Regions from separate parts of the Drosophila melanogaster genome. Here all the other regions are linked to region 3. Evidence: chromatin contacts called from public Hi-C data. All regions are on one chromosome and are shown on one strand. The core of a region is the stretch at or near the end of the contact, and the rest is flanking DNA. Distances in the headings are between cores, read along the strand shown. Region 1 overlaps Svil (Supervillin). Region 2 holds the start of Non2 (Novel nucleolar protein 2). Region 3 holds the start of Spn (Spinophilin).

Region 1 (2,709 bases), core at 134-2,633, 130 kb before region 3:
CAATCGAGTATTTTGAATGGCTCGATAGGCGCCTTAAATTTATGCACGGTCGTGGGAAAATGTTGGTGGAAATGGAACTGGTTCACTCACAGAAACGCTATTAACTTGGCCCAGGGGAAGGCGACCCTTCACGATGGCATCATCAGCGGTTGGCTTAGTCACAAGTCAATTATCGGTTTATTTAGCAGCAGCCTAATTCAATTTGCAAACAATCAAATTTGATTTTCGCATTTCCGTGAACATTTTCCCAGGCCCAGCCGCCAATTGCAGCAGATTTGCTTGCATTCATGAATCATTTTCCGAACGCTTTGCTATCTGCTCGTGATTTGCGCTCAATTTGCAATTCATTCATTTCATTTTTTTGTTTTTAGCTGATTAGCAACATTGTTTTAGGCAGTAACTTATAAATAAAACACGGAGATCAGAAGTTTCAAGCAGTTTGTTGAGCATTTTGATTTCACTAAAATGAATATGAATGATTTAAAGTCACTTTAATATTAACTTGATATTTTAACATAATAATACGATGGCAAGGGGACTCCTGTGCCTAAGTGCAATGCATCGCCTAGTCATCACAAAGTGCACTTTTCTCACTTTTCGTCACCTTCAAGGGCCACGTAATTTGCAACGTGCATTGACGCTGAAATTTCAATTGAAAGCAACAAAAGACGGCTCGCAGAGGGGGAAAAAACGGCCAGAAAAGCGAAAAATAAGAATGAAAATATAGCAAAAATGGTGATGGTAGTATAAACAAAATATAAAAAATAAACGTGTAAGGCAAACTTGACCCTAATACTCGGGAACGTTGCAAAAAATAAATATTGTGAGCCAAAAACAAAGCGCCTTGTTAGATAAGAGTTTTAGTGTTTTCCGCTAAGGTAGGCACACCAATTTCATGGATAAATAAACCGAACCAATAATGACATCACTTTATCGGACTTTGCATGTCAAGTGCTGGATGTAGGAAAGATTCTTTTATGGCGAAATTGAACAACGCAATCTCTCCTTGAAACAAACAACTAAACTAAATAATTATTAAAGCGCCCAAATCTTTGCCTTTAATGGCCAGCGGCCTTTTGTATGTTAATTTCCTGCATTCTGCATGATTTATTATTTATTCAACACTTTGGCTTATGCAAAATCCATTTACAACCGCCCACATAAATAGTTTAATCCCTAAACTTGCAAAAATAAAAAATCCAAATGAAAAAGTACCACAATTTATTTCCGGCGCCCACAGCAAAAACTGTTTACTCGCTTAACGATGTCGCTGTTCGAAAAAGGCTAGGGGAAAAAGTTGTGGTTCTTTTTGTCGGGTGTTCACTGTCGGCGGTTAGATGTCAGCAATGTTCGTCAGTCCGTCAACGGATAACCACATGGCACCCACGTCATCATCAGCATCATCAGTGGCCGAGAGTTATCAGTCCAGGGATTGCTTATCTGCAAATAGAAATGTACTCAAGGAGAATTCACCGGGGGAGGCAACGCTCCGGTTGATGTGAGTTCATTAGCAGGTTCTCTGAAATTGCAATCTATCTAACTTGAATACTTGGAAATAATAAGCCGTACTTTGAGCTATTTTACATACTAACTTCATTTCATTAAGTTTCTATTCTAATGAACGTAGTTATTGGTAATAAAAACTACCAAGGCAGCGCAAATCAACACTTAGCTGCAATTTGCTGAAATTTTCCCCACTGATTTGCCTGGATATCCTGTTTGGCTGTTCCAGAAAGCTTCTGCTCTTGCCATGCGCCGCAAATTAAATATAATTTAATTGTGATTAAATGGCACTGCGCAATTATGCTATAACATTGTTGATCAAGTTATTTCTTCAGCAATGCCAGCTAGTTGCTTCCTCTGCCTCGGGTTTTCTTGTTTTTCCCCTGTTTTTTTTTTTCGTTTTCTGCCCGGCTAATTTACTTTGCGAGCTGCCTGTCATGGCAACTGCATTTGGTGTCTCTGGCTTGTCGCTTTGTGTCTGTTTAAGTGCACTCTTCTCCATCGCCGTCGCCATGCATCACATGCACATTGTATAAACTACAAACTTAAACTAAAACTCATTGCTCATTCTGGCGCTGCTTTAATTGTCTTGGCTAATTGCGCCAAAGTGCGAACAAGGCGGGCATTTGCAACGACAGCTTGGATTGGATGGGCCCGTTCAATCTGAATGATGGCACCAAGTTAGTTGCCCGACGGCCAACGCGTTCCATTCGATGGCTTGATTACTTGCCCCGCGGCCATCTCCCATGCTGCACTGCATCCCAGCCTTGACGGCGTGAAAACCGCTATCAAAATGGCCCACCTGCGACCTTGTGCTCGCCCACTTTCCATTTGATGCCATTCCGCCCACTCGACTCGAAAAAAAAACAGGCTCCTGGTGGGATTCACTGGGATCTGGTTGAACATGGAAAGAAAAACTAGAGTTTTTCGAAAGAAATATTTAACTATAAAATGGAGTTCCAAGTGGAATATCTACTCTGTATGTATGCGGTATCCTTAAATATCTAGTTTTAAAGTATATATTTAAGTACATTCTTTAAGATATCTATATGTTGATTTGCACGTGCATCCTGTCGTTGGTTTCATCTTGACGCCTTTTAAACCGGTTAAATGGGCGTGGCTGGTATTGACATGGTTTTCCTGGCAGCCGCCTACCTCGTCTCGTCTGTGAGTAAAAGTAGGTTGCTGCGGTCAGGTGGCATCAGG
Region 2 (2,700 bases), core at 33-2,532, 210 kb after region 3:
TAATAAAAAACAATAATAAATTTGTGAGGCACAGTACAGTCAGCCCACCTATAAAATTCACTGCATTCATGCGAGAGACCACTGTATAAAAAATTTTTAAATTTCGCGTTATATGTTATACTGTACGCTACAGATTTCTTTATTTAGTTCAATATTTATTTCCAATCATAAAACGTAAGTTAAGGAGAGCGAATATTCCAATTGGAAAAAGGGCGTCGCAGTCTCGAGCAAAAGAAGACAACAAAAGCCGTCGAAACGCCGGCAAAACAAAGACGCGAAGCAGCGGCACAAAGCGGAGTAGCGAAAACCGACGAAGAGGAGCCATTGAGAGATGGGAAAACTTGCGAATCTCTGGCTAAAAGCGAATTAAAAGCACCAGATAGATATACATAAATGCAATTAAATAAAGGGGGCCTACATGAGAATTGCAGCAAAAATCAAATTTGGACGGGAATCTCACGCACATCACACGCACTAAACTCGCACACACGCTCATTTATATAAATAAACAAAAAAGAAGCAGAAAAAATAGCAAAATTACCTCAGCGCACGTTGCTGTTGTTGTTGCCGTGGTTGTGTGTGTGTGTGTGTGTGTTGTAGTTGTTGCTGGTATCTTTTATATATATTGTTATTGTTGCTGCAGCTGCTGAAATCGCAGCGAATATCGCGACACGTAGACGGCCAACGTTAAAGCCAAGAACTTATTGTACATCGGAGAGGCGTTGTCGGCGCGGGGCGAACTTAAGTCGGTTGTTAAATATTATTTTAACAAAGTTTTTAACAAATACGCGACGTTTTTAGAGCTGGTACAAGAATCGATGTTTAACTGAAACTATCGATAAGCCAACAGCTTAGTACTGATTTGGGGTGACCAGATTCAATGCAATTTTGAATCAATGACGATTGACAATCGATAGCACTTTAAGCAAATACAAGAGTAGGTACAAAGTTAGGCAAATTAAAACCATAAACATATATTAAACTGCATATGAAAAAGTAAAACCATATCCATTAATCAATTTTAGATGAATAATTTAAAGACTTTGGCGGTGAGACAGATTTTTGGACATTGCCAAACCGAACCACACCGTTTATTGCCTTTATAAATCAGTATTCTTTTAAAAAACCTCATTATTAAGAAGTGCAATGGATCTAACACACGCATCGCAATTTTTAAAAACAAAAAATAAATACATATTCCTTAATGTTGTCGAAATCAGTTGTAAAGTAAACTTCCACATACCTGTCATCTAGCTAGATTCGACAGCACTGCCGCATTAATCGAAACCGATAGGAGCTCTCATCAAGTAGCAACCCTATAGAGACGCCGGGACTTGGTGTAAAGAAAAAACGAAAAAGATTTGTCTTTTTAAGCGCCGCAAAGAATCCGGAAAAACGTGAATATACCACCGAAAACGGATCTCCGGTAAGTTGAAAATGACTGGGATTAGGTTGTGCGTACAATGGAATAACTGAAAATGCCCACAATGTGACCCGCAGGCTGAAACCCCTACGTGTAGCGCAGGAAAACGAGGAACACCACGAACCAAGATGTCGGACATCTCCAGCGAGGACCTGCGTCGTGAAATTCAGGCGGTTCTGAAGGACGCCGATTTGGCGACCATTTCGGCAAAGAGGGTGCGCGAGCAGGTGGAGGGAAAGCTGAACTGCTCGTTGCTGAGCCGCAAGAAGGAGTTCGACAAGATCGTGATGGAGGTGATCAACGAGCAGCAGGACGAGGAGGACGAAGACGATGACGAGGGCAAGGATCCCGATGCCGATCCCGACGATGAGAGCGAGCCCAGCGAGGAGGAGGACCCCAGCAGCAGCGAGGAGGAGGCCGCCAAGAAGAAGAAGCAGAGCCCCAAGAAGAGGCCACAGCCCACGAAGCACAAGGCGCCCAAGAAGAAGCGCAAGACCCTAAATGCCGACGATTCCGGCACCGAGAGCGATGCCGGCTCGGACTCGGACTACGAGGTGGTCAAGAAGCCGGCGGCCAAGAAGAAGGCCAAGGCGGCCGGGGGAACAGGATCGGGACGTAAGAGCACCGGCTTCACACGCGCATACAATCTATCACCGGAACTGAGCGCCCTCATGGGAGAGTCCTCCCTGCCGCGCCACGAAGTCGTGAAGAAGGTGTGGGCCATCATCAAGGAGCGCGATTTGTACGACCCCAAGAACAAGCAGTTCGCCATTTGCGACGACGAGCTGATGAAGGTGATGAAGATCCGCCGCTTCCGCACCTTTGGCATGCTGAAGCATCTCAAGCCGCACTTTCTCGATTAGATCAGATCCGCCCTCCGATCCTCTCCAGATGCAAATATATGTGTATGCCTCTCCGCCAGCCTGGTTTACCAATCCCCTGTAACTTTCGGCTCCGCCTGGATTTGTTTGTTCCACAACCTTTGATTAAGATTTAGTTGACGCATGTGTTTAGCATTACCCTAATTAGGACGGGTTTGCACATTATGCACTTTACGGCATTTTAGGAATAGTTCAGATGAACGGAAAATTACAAAAAAAAAATCGATTATAATACATAATGTGTATGATTTTTTTTATGACAAACTCGTGTAGTTTACATTTTATAAAATATCAAAGAAAAACATAACAAGTTTAAGGCAAGTACCGAGTAATAAAAAGAGAAATAGACGAGTGATGCATCTGAAAAATACGAAAGCAACTTTTCCTGGTTTTCAT
Region 3 (2,836 bases), core at 116-2,615:
AATTCCGCAACTAAAAATAAACAAATGAGAAAAAGAAGCGCAGAGCACGCGACGCACAAAAGAGGGTGAAATTGTACCCGCGAAGAGCTGAGTTTAACAACAATATAATGTTCTTGGCCTCGCCAGCGATTTTTTATTGAGGAAATAGTGCAAATAGAATTGTGATTTCTGCATATTTGCATAAATTGCGGCCACTCGCAGAATTGCAAAACAAAGAACGGCGATAAATAAGGCCAAAACAACGATAGCGAAATTATCAGAAGAAACCCACACATGCAAACAGAACCTAAGACAACAAGAGAAAAACAAAAGTCACTTGCTTTCGTTTTGTTTTGTTTTGTTATGTTATGGTTTTTTATCACCCAGTCTCCATCTCGCTCTCGCTCCCCCTCTCTCCCGCTTCTCTTACTCATTCCCACCCGATCGGAGTTGCATTTTGCGATCAACGGTTCTTTGGTTGGGGCATACTTCCTGCTCGCTCGCACCTACGCGAAAAGGCTCTGCGAAACCAGTTATTAAAAGCCATAAAAAGGAGAACCGTTTAACTGTTTAAGTGTCCCATGTTGGTTTTTTCGCCAGGTGTCTGAAACTTCGCCAGCTGTTGGCCGAAACTATTTTCGTATTTTCGTGTTTCGCTCGCAATTCTGCAATTTGCAATTGTTTTTTCGGGGGTTTTTTGCTGTCCTGCTTCTGCGCAGAGGGTGCAAGCAGGACGACAGGACTCGAACTCACACACACCCCTAAAAATGCCGCTACTCCAAATGCAATTTCATTGTTTTACCGTTGTATTTGCACTAAAATCGGAACCTGAATTTAATGGCGATTTCGTTTCAAAATATTTGCGTACACCCGGAATTGTGTGGCACCCACACCCCCAATTTACACTTCGTATTTCGTTCAACTCCGGCGCAGCTTCGTTTTGCTCTCTATATACAGCTTCATTGCGTTTTTTTTTATTAAATTTCTTTGCGCAAAAGGAGTGGCGTTGTCCAGGATTTTTTCACACATACACATGGACCTTATACACATATAGTCGGCGTCTTTTTATTTTCATTCGCACTGTTTTGTACTTTTTTCCGGCACATTAGCTTTTCGCCAAACTCCATTTAACACTCCTTTGCTGGGATTTACCTTTAAAAAGCTTTTTGTTTAGCCCTTTCGGTATACACAAATCCTTTTTTTTAAATACTCGCGACCCGGAATACTCGAATATATCCTATTTCGAAGGACGTTAATTGTACGATGAAAAAAATCACTCGATCATCATATGAACTCAGTACCCGCGGCAATTTATACTTATTGTTGATATTTTTGCAGCGGTTAAACTCGCGACGAAAACGCGTCCGTTTAGCTTGAATTTCGGGCCGATTTTGGTTTTGCTTTGTTTTTTTAGAGCTGGTACGATAGGAGACGACTATTCGATACTATCGGTGAATTGTTTTGGCGCTATGGGTTTTTAATTCTCGATTCAAGTGCGGTCTCACTGATAACTTGCTAATAATATTCGATTTATTCACTTATATTCGAGCAATCAGCGCTACATTTCAAAAAGTTTGTGTTCTAAACTGGCATTGCTTTGGCCATTTTACGAAATTCAAATTTATTTTTCCTTAGGAAACGCACAACGCTTGAAAATGCAGCTCAATATTTAATATTTAAAGAGCTTAAGTTTTTAAGAAAATTATAGTAAATCTGTATTATTCACTTTAGGTCATTTGTAAGGTAATGTAAAAACTAGCAAAGACTCAAACCAGTAGAAAGCTCTCTACATTCATGTTAAATATTGAAATATTCGTTTGGTGACCGAATTTTAAAATACCTTTTGTATTAAAATAACTTCTTAATAATAAATACCAACCGGCAAATAAAATGCGGATCTTTTGTTGTATTTTTTTTTTTTAATTTTGAGATTATATATATATAATAATTAGATTTACATTCATTTCTGTACCATTTTACTTGTTTTATTTTAGAAATAAAGTAAGCATTTATTACTAATTCTTTTATTTTTTTTTTTTGTTGCTTTAGACGTGCATGTTGGTGCACTTATCTTTCCATTTTGCTTGGATGAACATTACTAAATACGGGGGCGTACAATCAGTTTATAACACAAAAACAAACAATATTTTAAATATACTTCTTCATGAGACTTTTTCGTGTGGAAGAGAAGGGAGTGGGGCGAAATCACGCAAACAACATAAAATAAGGCAGAATTAGTGTTTCATTGGGGACATTGGAGTGTGTGCCAGTTGGGGACAAGATTCTTCTATATGCACTCGATATAGAGATATTGCAACGTGACCACTTTTGATATTGAAGCTAGTGAAAACACAAAGAAATGCACACAGTACAAAAAGCGGAGATGGTTATCAATTTTAACATGCTACGATTTATAGAATTTTGGTTTAATTTCCCTCCTCGATTCGTTCATCCGTTATTTTTGCTTTTGTTTTCATCATTCTCTTGGCTCTGTATAAAAGTTCAGTAAAAAATGCAGCTTAACTAGGTTCTCGTTTTGTAATTCCCTCCAATTTCGTTATTAAGGTAGCTCTCCTCGCAAACGACGTGGTGCGTTTCTATACTTCCATTGGATTTCCTCAATTGTTGCAAGCTTGCTTGGGTTTTGTGTTGCTTTCGGCTTTATTTTACATTAATCAATTATTTACTTGTTTATCACTTAGTTTTTACAATGGCGTTTTATGTGGGTTTTGTTTGCTTTGCTTTGCTTCGCTTCGCTTCGATTTCCATTTGCATTTGCATTTGCATAAAATGTATAAATTTCCTCTGCTCTCTCTCCACTAACACGTATTTATCAGAAACGCACAAATAAATTCTA

What was found. Hi-C and Micro-C count contacts between places; a contact is called where the count stands out from the background.
Region 1: a Hi-C map of the Kc167 cell line shows a contact between it and region 3, with 2.5 times the contacts expected there. A contact is called at or near these places in 8 of 107 Hi-C or Micro-C datasets (the Kc167 cell line, the Ras3 cell line, the S2 cell line and 2 more) and 2 of 7 datasets of targeted methods (both in the Kc167 cell line).
Region 2: a Hi-C map of the Kc167 cell line shows a contact between it and region 3, with 1.7 times the contacts expected there. A contact is called at or near these places in 2 of 107 Hi-C or Micro-C datasets (the Kc167 cell line and the S2 cell line) and 2 of 7 datasets of targeted methods (both in the Kc167 cell line).

What each region holds. Positions count from the first base shown.
Region 1 is chr3L:2,423,103-2,425,811 of dm6, forward strand. The region is part of intron 2 of Svil (Supervillin); the gene reads left to right. Among named protein-coding and RNA genes, the nearest start is that of CG32299, 33 kb to the left of the region's middle.
Region 2 is chr3L:2,765,717-2,768,416 of dm6, forward strand. It overlaps Non2 (Novel nucleolar protein 2), which reads left to right and starts at 1,283. Exons shown (of 2, transcript NM_139488.4): 1 at 1,283-1,426; 2 at 1,501-2,676. The coding sequence starts at 1,552. The coding sequence ends at 2,286. It overlaps Mrtf (Myocardin-related transcription factor), which reads right to left and starts at 820. Exons shown (of 5, transcript NM_001259651.3): 1 at 542-820.
Region 3 is chr3L:2,552,927-2,555,762 of dm6, forward strand. Spn (Spinophilin) reads right to left here and starts at 1,366. Exons shown (of 16, transcript NM_001259642.1): 1 at 1,132-1,366. It overlaps msn (misshapen), which reads right to left. Exons shown (of 18, transcript NM_206252.3): 18 at 1,921-2,836.